Linked DNA regions of Capra hircus: region 1 is linked to region 2. Evidence: chromatin contacts called from public Hi-C data. All regions are on one chromosome and are shown on one strand. Each heading gives the region's core, a stretch centred on a gene start, on an enhancer-like site or on the middle of the called end of the contact. The rest is flanking DNA. Distances are from core to core; before and after follow the strand shown. Region 1 holds the start of LOC102173207 (transmembrane protein 189). Region 2 holds the start of SNAI1 (zinc finger protein SNAI1).

Evidence for each region. Hi-C and Micro-C count contacts between places; a contact is called where the count stands out from the background.
Region 1: a Hi-C map of blood shows a contact between it and region 2, with 2.3 times the contacts expected there. The contact joins the promoter of LOC102173207 here to the promoter of SNAI1 in region 2. A contact is called at or near these places in 2 of 5 Hi-C or Micro-C datasets (both in blood).

What each region holds. Positions count from the first base shown.
Region 1 is chr13:77,709,364-77,712,470 of ARS1.2, forward strand. It overlaps LOC102173207 (transmembrane protein 189), which reads right to left and starts at 1,722. Exons shown (of 6, transcript XM_018058018.1): 1 at 1,503-1,722. The coding sequence starts at 1,626.
Region 2 is chr13:77,565,093-77,568,234 of ARS1.2, forward strand. SNAI1 (zinc finger protein SNAI1) reads left to right here and starts at 1,607. Exons shown (of 3, transcript XM_013968979.2): 1 at 1,607-1,771; 2 at 2,467-2,994. The coding sequence starts at 1,690.

The DNA.
Region 1 (3,107 bases), core at 472-2,971, 140 kb after region 2:
GGGCCAGCACCTTGGCCCAGGTCACATAGTTAAGAAGCAGAGTCAGGATGCTAAGTCCAGGCTGCTCCAGGCAGCACCAGAGGTTTTAGGTCCACAAGCTGGGTGCTGGGGGAACAGGTTAAAGGCACTATGGCATCATGGGCCAGGTGCCCAAGTTAGGTACGAAAAAAAAAAAAAAAGACTCAGAACATGAAACTGCAAATCCAGAAAGCCTCTGGTGATCTACAGCTCAGGTCATACAGACAGCTATGGCAGAGATGGTATGCAAACCCTGGCCAGTCAGGGCAGAAAGCCAAAGGTGGTGGCGGACTCATTCTCACCTCAGGCAAGGGATATCTATGCGTGGTGGCCCCCTCCCCCTCCCCGGGGTAAAAGGAAAGATGTCACAATGTTTGACAAATAAATAAAGCTGGATGAGCTGGCGACACCCAAGCAAAGGGGCCTCCCAGTCACCTGACTCTGGAGTTCTCAAAGGCAATTTCTTTACCCCTGGGGACACTTGGCTCTGCTGGGGCCTGGCAATGAGATTCCTGAGGCTCAAGTGGAAGTCAGAGAAGGGGGTGGAGGTCATTGCTTGCTAGAGCAGAAACGGTAGGCCCAGCAGGCAGACACCAGGACCTTGTCGGGGGGCAGAAGCAGAGCAAGGGTCTCTAAGTTTTCGGTCTAGTCTGTGGACTCCCCCAAGTCCTTATGGAGGAGGTTAATATAAACATCTACATGGGGGAGAGGAAGTGGCTGGGACTGGGGCTTAAATTTTGAGAGAAAGCTTAAACTGGAAGGTGTGGGAGGCCCTCACCACCCAGGATTTCAAAATACAGGGTGAGAGTTAATTCGCGGGGTGTGGGGGGAGGGGTGAGGGTCTATAAACTGAAGCTATAAATCTAGGATGGGGCTTTGGAGGAAGGGCGTCTGGGGCACTCGGTACGTGGGGCCCCCTGAGTTGAGGTTCCCAGAGCAGACCTGATATGCTCAGATTTGGGGGGTGAAGTCACTACAGCCCAGGGCCCAGGCAGGGGTGCAGATAGGGCCCTAGGGTGTGAAATCTGTATCTGGGGAACCTGGGATAGGGTGTAACTCTTAGGAGGGGGGCCAGTACATGTCACTGAGGCGGGGGGGGGGGTGCCTTCGGCTTGGGGTCCTGGTGTGGTGGGTCCCCAAGACTAGGGGCTCTTTACAGCCGTGGGGACTCCGGGCTAGGATTGGGATCCGACAGCGTGATGGGAGCTGTCCGTAGCCCGAGGAGTTGATATGGCAGCTCCTTGATCCGGGGGGCTGTCTTTGCATCCAGAAAGCCCCGTGGCTGGGGTTCTGGTTTGCGCTTGGAAGGGGCGCTGGGGTGGGGTCCCAAGACTTAGGGGCGCTACTTGCAAGTTAGGAGCCGCGCCTGGAGCTCTGTACTGGGGGCTGAGGCTGGGGTTCCGATCCAGGGGACCCAGGATCGCGGCCCCGCAGCCCAGGCTGGCTGGTGACTGCGGGCCGGGAGAGGGGGCCGGAGGTCCTACCTGGGGAGTAGAGCGCGGCCAGCTCGCGGGCCCCGGCGTGCTGCGCGCCCCAGCGCCGGCAGGACACCGCCTCATCGTCTTCGAGCTCTGGCTGCTGGCCCGGCCCGTCTTCGGCGCCCGCCATGGCCCCTCGCCCGGCCAGCCCGGTGAGCTCCGCTGGCGGCGGCGGCGGTGGCGGCGGCGGCAGGGCCGCGGAACCGCGGCGAGATCACGCCGCCCAATGACGGCCCGGCCCCGGGCGCGGCCGCGGCGCCGACGGGGGTCTCGCCCGGCCGCGCGTCACAGCCAATGGGGGCGCGCGCCGGGGGCCGCGCCAGCCAATCAGCGGCCGCCTAGCCGCAGCCAACCGCGGCGCGCGAGGGGCGGGTCCGCAGCCTACGGAAGAGCCGGGCTGCGGCGCGTCTCGGCTGCTCGCGCGTCTGTGCACGTCGCCGCCGCACTGTGGGTCCGAGCGCGCTGACGGCCCCGGGAGGGCTGTGTTTACCCCCGCGGTGCCCCCGGTGCCGAGGGCCGAGGTCTGAGCGGCCGTCTCTTGGGCACTCCCAGGCCGGCGTCTGTGACGGGCAGGGGACGCGCGGGGAGGGTCCCCTGGCCGGGGAGGGGAGGCCCCGTTTGGAGGGTCCCTGGCCGGGGCCGGTTTCAGGGTCTCCGAAGACCCCGAGCGTCGCCCCTCACCGTGGGCCCCGCTCGCGCGGTGCCCCCGGGGACAAGCCTGACCGGGGGGGTGGGGGCAGTGTCCCTCAGCGGGAGGAGACAGGAAAGTGATAAGAGTCTCTGTCAGATTTGGTGAGCGCTGACTATCTGTTGGGCGCCGGGCCAAGAGCTCGACCGCAGGGTGTTTTTTACTCACAGTCCGGAGCCGGGTGGCCTCCTCAGAGGCCCCTGTCACCGCAGCGCCCGGAGGTGCCCCCTTCTCCGGTCACTGTGACATCACCTCGCCTTCCCAGTGCTCGTCGGAACGGACAGTGCCAGGCTCCCCCCTCCCCAGAAAGCAAGCTCCCCAGGGCTAAGACTTGCTGAGTTCACAGCCGTTCTCCCACGTCCCTATCAGCCTAAGTGAAGTGAAGTGGAAGTCCCTCAGTCGTGTCCGACTCTTTGAGACCCGCATGGACTATACAGTCCATGGAATTCTCCAGGCCAGGATACTGGAGTGGGTAGCTTTCTCCTTCCCTAAGGGGATCTTCCCAAAGGGCTCGAGGAAATGCTTATGGAGTGAATTAAGTCTCAAATGAATTTATTACCTCAGCAGGAACTCGACCGGTCTAACCGACTACAAAGTACACAGTAATTGCTCACATAAATTCCACACCGCGTCACCCGCCAAATGGGAGCTAAGAGTGTTCAAGAGGTGGGGGAACAGGGAGGGGAAGTTAAGACCCCATTCTGTCTTTTGGAGGCTCCATCCTTGTTCTCAAGGTTTAAGCCCTGGATTGTCCCGGTGCTAAGAAAAGTCAGTCACCCCAGGAGTGTTTCCTGGGCGTTCCGACCCTGGGCGGCTACGATCCCCGCCAGACCCACGCCCCTATTCTGTTTCTTTGTATATACCACCTCCCAGGAAAGAAAAGCGTGCTTCCTTGGCAGGGAGAGATTGCAGTATGCAATTCA
Region 2 (3,142 bases), core at 357-2,856:
CTTCTGCTCTGCGTGAGATAGGGACACAGGAGGTTTGAAGCAGAAGGACACGGCGTTACTCCTCCCTCTGGATGTAGGTGGAAAATCACAATGGGAAGTAAACAGACGTACAGGAGGCCGTATTCTTCGTAGTGACTGTGTGTGGCCTGTCTCCCCAGCCTCCCCCTCTCCCCAGCTAGAACAGGGAAAGGTTGATTGTTTTCTTCACAGCACCTAAGGATCCAGACAGTTGTCCCTGCTCTCATGCAGGGTGGTGAGTGGAGGGACTTAACAGGTTTCCACAGGTGGAAACAAGTTGAAGAGACCTTCGGATTTAGGCCTGTGCCCCATCCCCAGTCCAGGACAGGAGTGGCTCTCACAGTCAGTGGGCTCAGAGGAGAGCTGGGGGTGAAGTCAGTCCCTCCCCTGGGCCCAGCCCACAGCTGAATCAATCAGTGAACCCCCGGTGGAGCCTAGCCTCAGGTCCTTTAGACACAGTTTCAATGACCGCAGACGAGTGAGGCAACTACCTGAGCTCCGCCCTTCCCCACTTCTTTCTCCCACCTGCCCAGAGTAATCTTTCTCAACCAAACTCCAAACAGGTCCCTCCTCGGCTCTCCAGGGCCCCTGGAGCAAAGTCCAGACTCCTCCAGGCCCTGACCCTGCCGCCCTGCCCACCCCACCCCCATCCTGAGAGAGGCTCTCAGTAACTCTGAGATGGTTACTGCCTCTAACCTCAGGCCTTTCCCCTCGGCATTTTCTTGACTTCCTCTGGGAAGTTGCCCAGACCCTTGGTCAAGTGACCCGCCTCTTGACTGTCACAGTGCCCTGTGGTCCCCACCCCCCCCCCCAACCCATCGAAATACACTTCCCTCTGCATTGGAATTGCCTGTTGACTTCGCCTGTCTCCCCCACGTGACTGGGAGAGCGACCCTTCAGCAGAGACCCCGAGTGTTTTGTTCAGGGTTGTATCCCCCCCAGCGCCGGGAGGGGTGCCTGGTTCGTTAGTGGGCACACAGTCAGTATGTGCGTTTTTCTAGCTGATGCCCGTTTGCTTTGCAAAAAAAAAAAAGGGCCGTGGCATTGCACACTGTCAGCAGCCACGTGGAGGGGTCCATTGCTTCTCTCCGCCCCCGAACTGTGTGCTGCCCCTGGTCAATCCCACGCTCTCTGCGGGGCACTCTACGGGCGAAGGCACCCCCTGCCCCGTTCCGACACTCGAGGAGGTGGCGGTCTCCGAAAGTCAGGTGCTCAGAGCCGCGGCGCGTGGCGCCAGGGGGCGCCAGAGGCGGGAGAGCCTGCGGCGCCGAGCCGGCCCGGGCGCCCGAGTCCTGAAGAGGGGTCCCGCCTCGTCCAGGGGTTCCCAGCGCCCCGCCCCCGGCAGCCCGCCGCCCGGCGCCCATGCACGCGCCCGAGGCCCGGCGTCCGCGCGGCCCCGCCCGGCTCCCAACGCCACGCGGCGCGAGCCCCGCCAGCCCCCAGCGCACCTGCTCGGGGCGGGGCCGCTGGCGAAGGCGCGTCTCGATTGGCGCGGAGGTGACAAAGGGGCGTGACTGGGACGGGCCACGCCCACCCGCGACTGGCGTACTTAAGGGAATCGGCGGCCCGTCTCCACTCACAGCGCAGCTGCACGGCGTCGTGGGTGGAGAGCTTTGCGATCCCGGTGCGACCCGGCGAGACCCCCCCCCCCCACCCGCTGCTTCGGCCACCATGCCGCGCTCTTTCCTCGTCAGGAAGTCTGCCGGCTCCCGCCGGAGACCCAATTACAGTGAGCTGCACGACTCTTCTCCAGGTGAGGGGACCGGACCCCTGGGGAGTTCGGGGGAGGCAAGCGAAGGCTGCATGGGGAGAGCACTGGAGGAGCAGGGGGCTTGGGGACGAAGTCGAGGGGCGAGAGTCGAGTCAAAGAATAGAGCCTGGGTGCGGATAAGCTCGGGTCAGGTGGGTCCGGGAGATGTGGAGAGGGTGTTTGGAGGGCGGTGGTCTTGGGCTGAGGAAACGGAAACTTAGCAGCCGCAGAGAAGAGGGGCGCCCCTCCCAAAAGTGAGAAGAGGAGGCTTCTATCTGGACAGACGCCGGGCCGAGGGCTCCGAAAGAGTCCAGGGGATTTGGGGGAGGGTGTGGGAGAAGAATGTGTATGGAAGGGGGCCTGGGACAGGGGTGTGGTGCCTTGGCAGCTGAGGAGACGAGGGGCCAGGATGCTGGGGTCTGGCCTCAAGCTGGGTACTTGGGTACCTCAGGAGGATGGAGATGTGGAAATGACCCCCTTGAGTCGGAGCTAGGGAAGGGGGATTCTTCCCGGAAGAGGGAGAACCAGGTGACCTGGGTGAAGAGGGGCTCAGACTGTCTGTCCTAGTAGTGAATCTGGTATTCATCTGATAAGCCCTGAGTGCTAGCCCCGTTCAGCTCCTGGCCCACATCAGGCTGATGTCTGCTGGCTGACTGAGCTCACGCCTGACCTTGCCCTCTTCTCTGTCCCCTGCTCAGAGCTCACTTTCCAGCAGCCCTACGACCAGGCCCACCTGCTGGCAGCCATCCCACCGCCCGAGGTCCTCAATCCCACCGCCTCCTTGCCGACACTCATCTGGGACTCTCTCTTGGCGCCCCAAGCCCAGCCCATCAGTTGGGCTTCTCTGCTGCCCCAGGAGATCCCCAAGGCTGGCGAGCTGACCTCCCTGTCCGACGAGGACAGCGGGAAAGGCTCCCAGCCCCCCAGCCCACCCTCGCCGGCTCCTTCGTCCTTCTCGTCCACTTCAGCCTCCTCCTTGGAGGCTGAGGGCTATGCTGCCTTCCCAGGCTTGGGCCAGTTGCCCAAGCAGCTGACCGGGCTCTCTGTGGCCAAGGACCCCCAGTCTCGCAAGGCCTTCAACTGCAAATACTGCAACAAGGAGTACGTCAGCCTGGGTGCCCTCAAGATGCACATCCGGAGCCACACGCTGCCCTGCGTCTGTAGCACCTGCGGGAAGGCCTTCTCCAGGCCCTGGCTGCTGCAGGGCCACGTCCGGACCCACACCGGTGAGTCCCACCCCACCCCTAGCCCCCATTCTCTCTGCCTTCGCTGCCAGCGCTTGTAAGATGGGCTTTGCTGTTACTTTCAGATTGGGGGAACCGAGGCCCCCGCCGTCTCCTGACACCTAGCTCGAGAGTTCGGGGAGGCCTGGCT